Linked DNA regions of Mus musculus: region 1 is linked to region 2. Evidence: chromatin contacts called from public HiChIP or PLAC-seq data. All regions are on one chromosome and are shown on one strand. Each heading gives the region's core, a stretch centred on a gene start, on an enhancer-like site or on the middle of the called end of the contact. The rest is flanking DNA. Distances are from core to core; before and after follow the strand shown. Region 1 has its middle 13 kb from the start of Bmf. Region 2 has its middle 6.6 kb from the start of Fsip1.

What was found. HiChIP or PLAC-seq counts read pairs in DNA pulled down with a chosen protein or histone mark.
Region 1: a contact with region 2 is called in an H3K27ac HiChIP or PLAC-seq map of large pre-B cells, with 2.3 times the contacts expected there. The contact joins two enhancer-like sites. A contact is called at or near these places in 1 of 484 Hi-C or Micro-C datasets (bone marrow-derived macrophages) and 2 of 115 datasets of contacts at active chromatin or transcription factors (bone marrow-derived macrophages and large pre-B cells).

What each region holds. Positions count from the first base shown.
Region 1 is chr2:118,560,059-118,565,505 of GRCm38.p6, reverse strand. No RefSeq gene overlaps it. Among named protein-coding and RNA genes, the nearest start is that of Bmf, 13 kb to the right of the region's middle. Within about 2 kb of position 3,300, at least 44 of the 459 cell types and tissues checked have an H3K27ac peak or open chromatin away from gene starts, as enhancers often do. A contact at or near this core is called in bone marrow-derived macrophages, where this site is marked.
Region 2 is chr2:118,260,697-118,266,342 of GRCm38.p6, reverse strand. No RefSeq gene overlaps it. Among named protein-coding and RNA genes, the nearest start is that of Fsip1, 6.6 kb to the right of the region's middle. Within about 2 kb of position 2,387, at least 56 of the 459 cell types and tissues checked have an H3K27ac peak or open chromatin away from gene starts, as enhancers often do. A contact at or near this core is called in bone marrow-derived macrophages, where this site is marked.

The DNA of each region.
Region 1 (5,447 bases), core at 2,051-4,550, 300 kb before region 2:
AGGTCCCATTTATCGATTCTCGATCTTAGAGCACAAGCCATTGCTGTTCTATTTAGGAATTTTTCCCCTGTACCCATATCTTCGAGGCTTTTTGCTCCGCTTTTTAAACAAGCTCAGAGTCATCCCCTCTGGCTGAAAGCAAGGAGGTGAGGCGGTCTCCACAGATCAGATTTACCCAGTCGGTCACATAAAATGGTGGATGGGTGCGAGGGAATCTGGCTTTCACTTCACTTCCAGAAACACAGGATGTGCCAGGTTTGGTAGAGTGTACCGCCTGTGCGTGAATGAGTGTGTGTGTGTATACAAGTGTGTATGTGTGTGTACATGTGTGTATGTGTGACATTGTGTACATGTGCTAGTCAGAGGACTTAATTGCTGAGCCATCTCTCCACACACACACACACACCCAAGAGGTATATTCTGTTGTTTTTATGGTTTTTTATTTTTTGGTTTTTTGAGACAGGGTTTCTCTGTGTAGCCCTGGCTGTTCTGGAACTCACTCTGTAGACCAGGCTGGCCTTGAACTCAGAAATTCACCTGCCTCTGCCTCCCAAGTGCTGGGATCAAAGGTGTGCGCCACCGCGCAGGGCAAGAGGTATATTCTTAAGCCTTAGATACGTATAATCTTGGAGCTTTGAGAAATTCTATGACTGGTCCCTGTCCCTCAGATGATAACAGTTGGTCTCAATGGAGCACGCATATCTCAATTTTTTTTAAATATTCCATGTAATTCTTTTACCTTTTTTGATTTTTACATTTATTTATGTGTATGCTTCTAATTGCTGGCATATCATGGCATGTGTGTGGAAGCCAGAGTCAGGTCTCTCCTGTTCAAGGGATCAAGCTCAGGTCATCAGGCTTGGTGGCAAGTGTCCTGAGCCACCTAGGCAGCTCACTGGCTCTCTCCAGGCAATTCCAATGTGCAGCTCTGCTGAGAACCACAGCCTTATTACCTACCAGGAGGGCTTAGGACACCCTCAGTGTTTACCACTGGAAGGTCTGGACTGGAGTGGGGGAGGAGTGAGGGAGGTAAGAGGAAGGTGGGGGGAGATGTTGGGGGGAGGTCTCTGTTTTCTGATACTTCAGGTTTGCAGCTTAGGGTAGAGATGCCTAACTGGATCTAGTTCAGGAGAATTATAACTCTCTAGTAAGTACTACCACTAGTATGCTGGCTAGTTTTATGTTAACTTGACACAAACTAGTTATTTGAAAGAAGGGAACCTCAATTGAGAAAAATGCCTCTACAAGATCCTGCATTTTCTTAGTGATTGATGGTTGAGGGCCCAGCCCACTGTGGGTGGGGCAATCCCTGGGCTGGTGGTTCAAGGTTCTGTAAGAAAGCAGGAGGATTAGATCATGAGGAGCAAGCCAGTAAGCAGCACTTCTCCATGGCCTCTGCATCAGCTCCTGCCTCCAGGTTTGAATTCGTGCCCTGTTTGAGTTCCTGTTCTGACTTCCTTCAGGATGAGCAGCGATAGAGAGGCAAATAAACCCTTTTCTCCCTGGCTTGCTTTAATTATGGTATTTATTCATCATGGCAATAGCAACCTTAACAAAGACAGCCTCCAAGCAAGTGTTATGTGTCAGGAATTTTGGTATAAAGCATTTACATACATGTCTTATATATTCTTATAGTAGTTATATTCTATACATGCTTTTAGAGATAACTTATGTTTTTAACATTCTACAGTTTGTTTTGCATCTGACTTATGAAAAACAGAGCCAATGGTTTTGTTTGTGTGTGGGGTTTTTTTCCATTTATTTTGTGGATTTAAAATATTTTTATTGCACTTATCTATTTAAAAATATGTGAGTGTGGTGTGACTTGGTTGGAGTAGGTGTGCCACTGTGGGTGTGGGCATAAGATCCTCACCCTAATTGCCTGGAAGTCAGACTTCCACTAGCAGCCTTTGGATGAAGACATAGAACTCTCAGCTCTGCCTGCACCATGCCTGCCTGGATACTGCCATACTTCCACCTTAATGATAACTGACTGAACCTCTGAACCTGTAAGCCAGCCCCAATTAAATATTGTTTTTTATAAGAAAAAAATAAAATAAAATAAAATAAAAATATGTGAGTGGATGTTTTCGGGTGCAGGTGGCACAGTACAGGTATGGAAGTCAGAGGACAACTTATGGGAGTTGGTTAATGGGTCCAGGGATCAAGCTCAGTCTTGGCAGAAAGTACCTTTACCTACTGAGCCATCTCAGTGTGTGTGTGTGTGTGTGTGTGTGTGTGAATTTTTATCACAAGGAACACACAGTAATAGCTACTGTTTGTTGAATATCTCTTATGTACAAAAGTGCTCTACAAAGGTTCTTGTATTTATTTGTATTGCTTTTATTTGTATCCATTTATAACAGGACAGTTCATTCTCCAGTGTTATGCAAGGACCCCATCTGATAGATGATGTGACAACTTAGAAGCTACTTTATAATGGGTGCAAAGCTGAGTGTGAATCTCTATGTGTCAGAGTCTAAAGGTTGTTCTTATGTTTTATGTTACCTCTTTTAAAAAACAAACAAACTTCCTTTTTGGGACAGAGTCTCTATCACTGTAGCCTAGGATAGCTAAGATTTCCTAGGCAAAACTTGTGGGAATCACCCTGCCTCAATCTCCAAAGTGGGAGGATTACAGACATGGACCACCACATCTGGTTTACACTGACTTCTTAGGTAACAGCATTGTCTTAAGGTGTTATCTGTGCCAAACCAATTGACTCTCCAAGGATTCCTACCTCTTCCTTCAATTCCAATGGGCTACTGGAAATGGAACCCGGATGAGACACCCACCCGGTATCTTGGGGCACATAGAGTGTGCTTAATAAATACTGTGAAAGTTTCTTTTTAGAGAGGAAGTGATAATTATTTCAGTTAAGCCCATTGGGATTGTATGAAACTAGGAAGTGACCTTATTGCCAAAGGCAAAGTGAAACAAAGTTCTCAAAATAAAACACAAAAACATATGCCTGTAATCCTAGCACTGGTAAGGTTGAGGCAAGTCGACTCTAAGTTTGAGGTCATCTTGGGCTACATAATAAGATTGTCTATCCCCCCCAATACCTAATTTTTTAGTACTATAATTTGTATTTGTTCTTTGAGAATTTCATATGTACATATAATGTATTTTGATCATATCTACCCCCACCTCCAACTTCCCCTAGACCCCCCCTCCAACATGGGCCCCTCCCCATCTCATATCCTCTTCTTCTTTTAAAAAGACAAACAACCAACCCACTGAGTCCAATTAGTACTGCCCTGTGTACACAGGGGCGGGGGGAACTACCCACCAGAGCATGGGTACCTACCAGTAGCCACACCCCTGAGGAAAAATGGCTCTCCTCCTAGCACTGGTGCCAATGGCTCCTCAACTAGGGGGAGCCACATAAACTCCCTCTCATCCACGCTGGGATTTTGACTGGCCTGATCGTGTGCTAGTCTGCTGTGGGTTCATGAGTGTGACAGTCCTGTCGTGTCAGAAGACATCCTCCCCACCTTCCTGCTCTTCCTTAATGTGTCCTGACCTGAAAACTGAAAGCTGACAGTCCCTCAGTCTCCCACTTTAACCAGGAGTCACCATATTAACCCAGAGGCCCACTGAAAAAAATCGGCTCCCCTGACCACAGTTGAGAGTAGTACAAATCTAGGTAGATATTTAGAAAGAAATTTGACAACATAACCATTTAACTAAACAATAGGAGGTTTCCCTAGACATGTAGGTTTTCCTTCAGACCTGGGCTTTTGACAGGTTTTACTACACATGAGTTCCTTCCTGGAGAGCGAGCCTCAGAGCTGATCGGATAGCAGCTGGTTGGTCCCATAACCCTCATGCCTTTATTGTGCCAGTGGGCTGTAAGTGAAGGTGCCCAGAGAGAAGCTACCCTTAAACTCAATCTTCTCCAAGGACAATCAACTGGTTAAAAATTGAATGATTGTGGAGAGGCTACAGTGTTACAGGCCCAGAGTCTAATTACAGTTACCATGGGTTATCTTTAACCTCTAAGCAGCCATTCCTTGCCTACCTTTGTGTTTGACCTAACATCACGAGACTAAAGCCTTTTAGAATGTAATTAACATAATGAAATCCAGTTTCCACCAATCAAAAAGCTAAGAGCATCACCAGCCAGCATTCGAGGCCTAGCACTGAGATTTTTTCCATTTGGCTGTAACCACCTACTTAATATTTCCACAAATTTATTTGAAAAAAAAAAAACTGCCATAAGACTTTGTTTTGGGGGGGTAGGGGGGGTGGGCTGGAGAGATGGCTCAGTGGTTAAGAGCACTGACTGCTCTTCCAGAGGTCCTGAGTTCAATTCCCAGCAACCACATGGTGGCTCACAACCATCTGTAATGGGATCAGATGCCCTCTTCTGGTGTGTCTGAAGTCAGCAACAGTGTACTCATATATATACAAAATAAATAAAGTAATTAAAAGAAAAGACTTTGTTCTGTTATTATAAAAGCATCATGAAAGTTAGGGTAGCATAAATCTGTGTTCCTAGGCCATGGTCCTTCACGTTTTGGCTTCCGAATAATCCCTTATCCTCTTGGAGGTGAGAGTTGTGCTTAGTGTGCGTTGATGCGGAACGTTTTCAAAAGACTATATATGTTTTTCCTCCTTTTGAATTTTTGAAACAGGCTTTCTCCATGTAACCCTGGCTGTCCTGAAACTCACTCTGTAGAACAGGCTGGCCACAGACTCAGAGATCCGCCTGCCTCTGCCTCCTGAGTGCTGGGAATAAAGGCTTCACCAGCCAGCAAAAAGACTAAATTTTTAAAAACTCAAAATCATTTTTCAACACTAGTATAAAAAATTTAAATTTATTTATTATTATGATGTGTGTATTGTGTATGCCACGGTGCACGTGTCATCGGTTCACTCCTTCCGCCTTGAGCAGCAGGGTAAAACTGAAGTTGCTAAGTTTTCCTGGCATGCATCTTTAACCACTGAGCAATTTTGTCAACCCTATCTTTTAAGTGACAAAGAAATGTAGCTTGAATGGAGTAGCTCAGTGGTAAAGCTCTGGCTTAGCATTTGTCTCATGTTCTATTTCTAGAACTGTAAAAAAAAAAAAAAAAAAAAAAACCAAAAACAACATCCACCCCCAACCCAATGAAATGAAGTAGAACGCTTTCTACTTACAGGGAATATTCAAGCTATAAGCACTGAAACAAACCTTCACACAAATAAGAAAACAAGCAAGCTTGAGGAACACTGGCCAAGGAATTGGACTCCAAAACAAGATTCTTTTCTTCTTCCCTCTGAAAACTTGCCTAGTCCCAAAACACAGTTAAGAATGATCATCTATCTGGAAGATGCTGGAGAGGTCAGTAAGAATTTATACTGAGAATTTATGCAGAGGTCATAACTAGACCCCTCCATAGGTAGAAATAAACGCTTATTAGGGATCAAGCTGCCAAGGCTATCTCTGGGTGTGTGGGAGC
Region 2 (5,646 bases), core at 1,138-3,637:
AATAAGGAGTTGTGCTCAGCATTGATGAAGACACTGCTCCCAGTCTACCTCACATAATGTAAGCTCTGAAAGAAACATTGTTTTGAATTTAGACTATAAAAAAGACCCTCAAGAGAAAATGCAAAATGCAAGCTCTTTATTAATGCCAGGATGGGGCAGCCTGACCTTGACTGATGAATGGGTCTCTGTGGCTACCCACTTATTATTTATTTCTGAAATGTTACTGCAAAACGATTTCTATGCATTGCTGCTTAAGACCTTTAGTGTTGGTTTTTGTCTGCATTCACTGTGTTATGTTAACTGTTTTCACTTCCTTAACTTTATAGTGAAATAAATACAGAAATTTATGGTAAAGCTTTCTGTAACTTACACTGTCACTTCATTTCAACATGATTAGTAGTTGATCTTCCTTGCCAACTTCACAGGGTTTAGAATCAATCATGCAGGAGAGAGACCCTCTTGAGGTGTCCATAACATTTCCAGAGAGGTTTAACTCAAAGGGGGAAGCTATACTTTGGATACAGGGAACAACATCCCAAGGGCTGAGGCCCAGAATGAACAAAAGGGAGAAGGCCTATTGGAGCACCAGCGTTCATTTCCCCCAGCTACACCCTGACAGGAGTAACCAGCTACTCCACACTCCTGCTGCCTGCTCCTGCAGCTTCACCACAAGGATAGACTGTATCCCTTCAAACCGTGAGCCCGAATCAACCCTTCTTTCCTTAGGTTGCTTTTGTCGAGTATTTTGTCCTGACTTTGGAGCCAGCAGCATAATGAGAAGGTTAAGTAGATGTTACTTGAGGGGACTTCCTTAGGGAAAAGAAACACTTGTCCCTTTCTCTGAAGGAGGACTTGGCAAGCTGCACTCTTTTTTTTTTCTTTCCATTTTTTATTAGGTATTTAGCTCATTTACATTTCCAATGCTATACCAAAAGTCCCCCATACCCACCCACCCCCACTCCCCTACCCGCCCACTCCCCCTTTTTGGCCCTGGCGTTCCATCCAAACGCTGACACCATTGCATACACTAGCAAGATTTTATCGAAAGGACCCAGATGTAGCTGTCTCTTGTGAGACTATGCCGGGGCCTAGCAAACACAGAAGTGGATGCCCACAGTCAGCTAATGGATGGATCACAGGGCTCCCAATGGAGGAGCTAGAGAAAGTACCCAAGGAGCTAAAGGGATCTGCAACCCTATAGGTGGATCAACATTATGAACTAACCAGTACCCCGGAGCTCTTGACTCTAGCTGCATATGTATCAAAAGATGGCCTAGTCGGCCATCACTGGAAAGAGAGGCCCATTGGACACACAAACTTTATATGCCCCAGGGCAAGCTGCACTCTTAAGGGCAGAATTAAAAAGATCCCCACCCCCATCCCCAAGTCACAGCAAGAATCAGAACATAGCCTCGTCTTCATTGGTTTGCTGGATTTCAAAACAAATCTTAGAGGCTGGAGAGCTGGCTTGGTGGTTAGGAGTGCTCTTACATTAGTGCTCTTACAGAGGACCAGAGTGCACTTCCCAGCCCCCATATTAGTCCACTGCCAACTGCAATTCTAGTTCTAAGGGTACCAGATACCCTCTTCTGTCCTTTATAGACACTCACATGTGCTTAGGTGCACACTCATTCACACACACACACACACACACACACACACACACACAGACTCGCTCTCTCACACATACAAATACATTAACAAAAATAAAAGTCCTTAAAAACAAATCTCTGCAGCTTGCTCTACTAATCTTTGTGTTTTGTGTGTGTGTGTGTGTACATGTGTGTTGGGGGGATAAGCACATGTGTGTGTGCATGTGTGTCGGGGGGATAAGCACATGTGTGTGTGCATGTGTGTGTGGACATGTGTGTCGGGGGGATAAGCACATGTGTGTGTGCATGTATGTGCATATGTGTGTGTGTGGACATGTGTGTTGGGGGATAAGCACATGTGTGTGCAGTGTACAAGTTGATTATCATCATCTCCACCGTCTGGCAAGCTCCACTTGACATTCCCAGACAATAAGTGAAAGTCACATGACAATGTTCCTACTAACTCCTTTCACTTTAAAAAAAATCTGAAGGCATCATTATGATTTGGGGACAATAAACATCAAAAAGTATCAAGGCTTTAAAAGAAAATCCTGATTTTTTTTTTTTAAAGAAATAAAAGTATCCATGGACCAGGACCTGACTCCATTCCACAGAGGCACAATGGAGCAGAGTGGGAGGGGCCAAAGATTTCCTATTTTCTACTTTTGTTTTTACATAAGGAAGCACCTGCTGCCACTCTTCAGAGCCCTGGTGGGAGCCATCTCCCAGAGAGCTCCTGGGAGCAGCAGCGGGCCCCACCGCCCAGCCTCTGAAACAGGAACTCCTACAGGTTCCCCAGTAGGCTCAGGGTCCAATTGTTTCAGAATCACTGCCTGCTATACTGGCTAAAACTCAGGCTCCTGTACTCCTGGACCTGCAGAATCAGTGGAGAGGGACTAACAACAGCACCCCCAAGTGATCATTTCTAGTTCATTTCTACTTGCTAAAGCTGATACCATAAAAAGATACTCTATCAAAAGGCATCTTATTTGGAATAAAAATGAGACTACTTGTTACCTGGGCTTCACTGTTTCGACATGATTTACTCCCCTGCTCACCCTTGCTCATGTGGACCACGCTGTGGATACACTGGACTAAAAGGTGCTGGAAGTTGTATAACAAAAGAGGAAGTAGAAGAAAACACACAGTTTGCACATCTGCTGTTTTTTATATAAGTGTGAGAATTTCCTGTTTTTCTGAAATCATCAAATGGTTGCTATTGGCTATTTATAATATTTGCTACTATTTTCAGACCTAATTTTCACTTCTCCCACTTGAATGGCTATTTAAAGACACACCCACGCTCAGTTCAAGGGCCCTGAGATTTCAGTCCAGTGGTCTCTTAAATCACACCTTAACATCCTAGGAAAGCAAGAACTTTTGAAGGTGGGGGTTAGTCATTTCCACAGATAACCAGCACCATCTAGTGGACGCAAATAACCCTTTGTCAAAGTCGGGCCCTGGAAGAGGCCGAGAAAGTGGGTTGTTGGTGGAATCTCAGGGCAGATTCGCTCTGCAGTGACTGGGGATGGGGAGCGGACACTAATCTTTTGCTGCTCACCTTCCCAAATATAAATCTGCACAATCATTATGCCAACCAGGGGGGTGTGGGGAAATAAATGGGAAATGAAGAATCCGAGCCATGTCTTGAGCATCCTGTAAATGTCATTTTTTTTTTCCAGTGATGTAAGGCACAGAATCCGGGGAGCTGGGGCCCCATCGTGGCGCACACTATTAACAACCCTTAGGAAGAAAAGGCTTTTGAGCTTGGTCTGTGATAACTATGCTCTCCCATCTCAACGTTACAGTTGGCATGAGCTTATGGTGCGAAGAGGGAAGCCGGGGCACTGCATCTGGCAGTTGGAGCCCAGATGGAATGCAATGTGGGCTTTTTCTCAGTCCTTCAAATCTGACTCCACTCAGAAGGCGGGTGTCAAGAGCAGGAGAGACAGGAAACAAAAACAAAATCTAACTCCCAAATCAACACTGCCATATGTGCCCACCCTGGAATAAGACCAGGGGAAGTTAGCTTAAAATACATTCATTCTACAAAAACTACTCATGAATTCCTCGAGAAGGAGTAACACTCTTCAGAGAGTACCCACAGAAGAACACAGAACTGTAGAAAACACAGCTTAGGAAAAGATGGCACGTTCTGTCATATTTGAATGGTAACTGTTTTGAGAGTGTTGCCCTCGATATGATGCAGAAGTACATGCAAGAAATGAGGACAAAATACAAAACAAAGTGGTTTATTAAAGTTTGCTCTCAAGGTCCACAGAGCCTCTAAGCAGTTAGCAAAACGAGAACAGTTGGAAGCGAATCAAGTGGGGAGAATATAGAGACGGAAGGTAACTTATCAAGATTGTTTTATGCAAAATATAAACAAGGACTTAGTGTGGAATAACAACAGAGTGAGGGACACAGAGTTGGTTCCATTTGGTTTATGGAATTCTCATGTTGCATACATTTTAAAAGGCAACTGTTTAAAAAAGGAAAACACCAGAGATCACACGAAGTCTTCGTAGCTCTGTATTTTCTAAGTTTTTTTTCCAAACTCTGTCGCATCACCAAGAAATGTGAGAAAATTTAATGGTTCTCATTAAGCATCCAATATAAAAACTGGAGGGAGGGCCTGGGAGATGGCTCACTGGGTAAAAGCACTTGCCATTGGAGTATGAGAACCCGAGCTCTTAGATCTAAAGCCCCATAAAAGCTGGAGGCGGTAATAGACATCTGCATGCCCAGAGCTCCTCTGGGGAGATGGGGGTGGAGAAAGAAAATTCTAGAAAGTTGATGGGTTAGCCAATCTCAGTCTCACATATGCCCTGAAAAGACAATAAAGGGACTCTGTCTTAAACAAGGTGGAAGGCAAGTATTGATACTTGAGATTGCCCTCTGATCTCCACACCCATATTGGCACACCTGGGTTGCATTTGTACATGTGTATAATATAGACCTGCACAGGATGCACACACTTACACATGCACACACATACAAAGAAAAAAATGGCCTTTGTGCACAGAACAGAAGCGATGTGTAGGCACATGGAGATGATTTACCTGTAACTCCTCAAAAAAAAAAAAAAAAAAAAAACCAAGCAAACAAACAAAAAACAGTTGGAGGTTCTAGGAGCCCTGACATCCATCACCTGTGAGGGTCCCTTCAAAGACCAAATCAGCATTTTATCAAAATCATTCATTGGGTGATGTATTTACAGTTAAAGGTGGAGAAGGTGGTGTGAAATTTCTGATATCTTTGCTCTCAGGTACAGCCCTGATGTCAGAGTTTATGCAATGGTGGTTTTACTATACAATGGAGTTAAGAACTCCAATCCATGGGGCTGAAAACCCCCTCAGTTCCTTCAGTCTCTTCCTTGACTCCTCCATCAGGGACCCCACGCTCAGTCCAATGGTTGGCTTGGAGCATCATTGTCAACTGGCCAGATCCCCCGGAGGTCCTGGGGACCAGACTACCAACCAAAGAGTACACATGGAGGGACCCATGGCTCCAGCTGTGTATGTGAAAGAGGATGGCCTTGTTGGACATCGATGGGAGGAGAGTCCCTTGGTCCTGTGGGGGTTCGATGCCCCAGTGTAGGGGATTGCCAGGGGTGGAAGGCAGGAGTGGGGGCGGGGTGGGAAGCACCCTCATAGAGGCTGGGGTTGGGGGATAGGATAGGAGGCTTCCAGAGGGGAGACTTGGAAAGGGGATAACATTTGAAATGTAAATAAAGAAAATATCTAATAAAAGAAAAAAAAAGAACAATATCTATACTATATCTTTTTTTTTTTTTTTTTTTGGTTTTTCGAGACAGGGTTTCTCTGTATAGTCTTGGCTCTCCTGGATCTCACTTTGTAGACCAGGCTGGCCTCGAACTCAGAAATCCGCCTGTCTCTGCCTCCCAAGTGCCGGGATTAAAGGCGTGCGCCACCACACCCGGCTCAATATCTATATCTTATTATTAAAAATAAAACACGATGAAAAAAAAAAGAATTCCAATCCATGTCCCAAGTGAGGACACTGTGGCCCATAAACGTTTGTGAATTTGTTT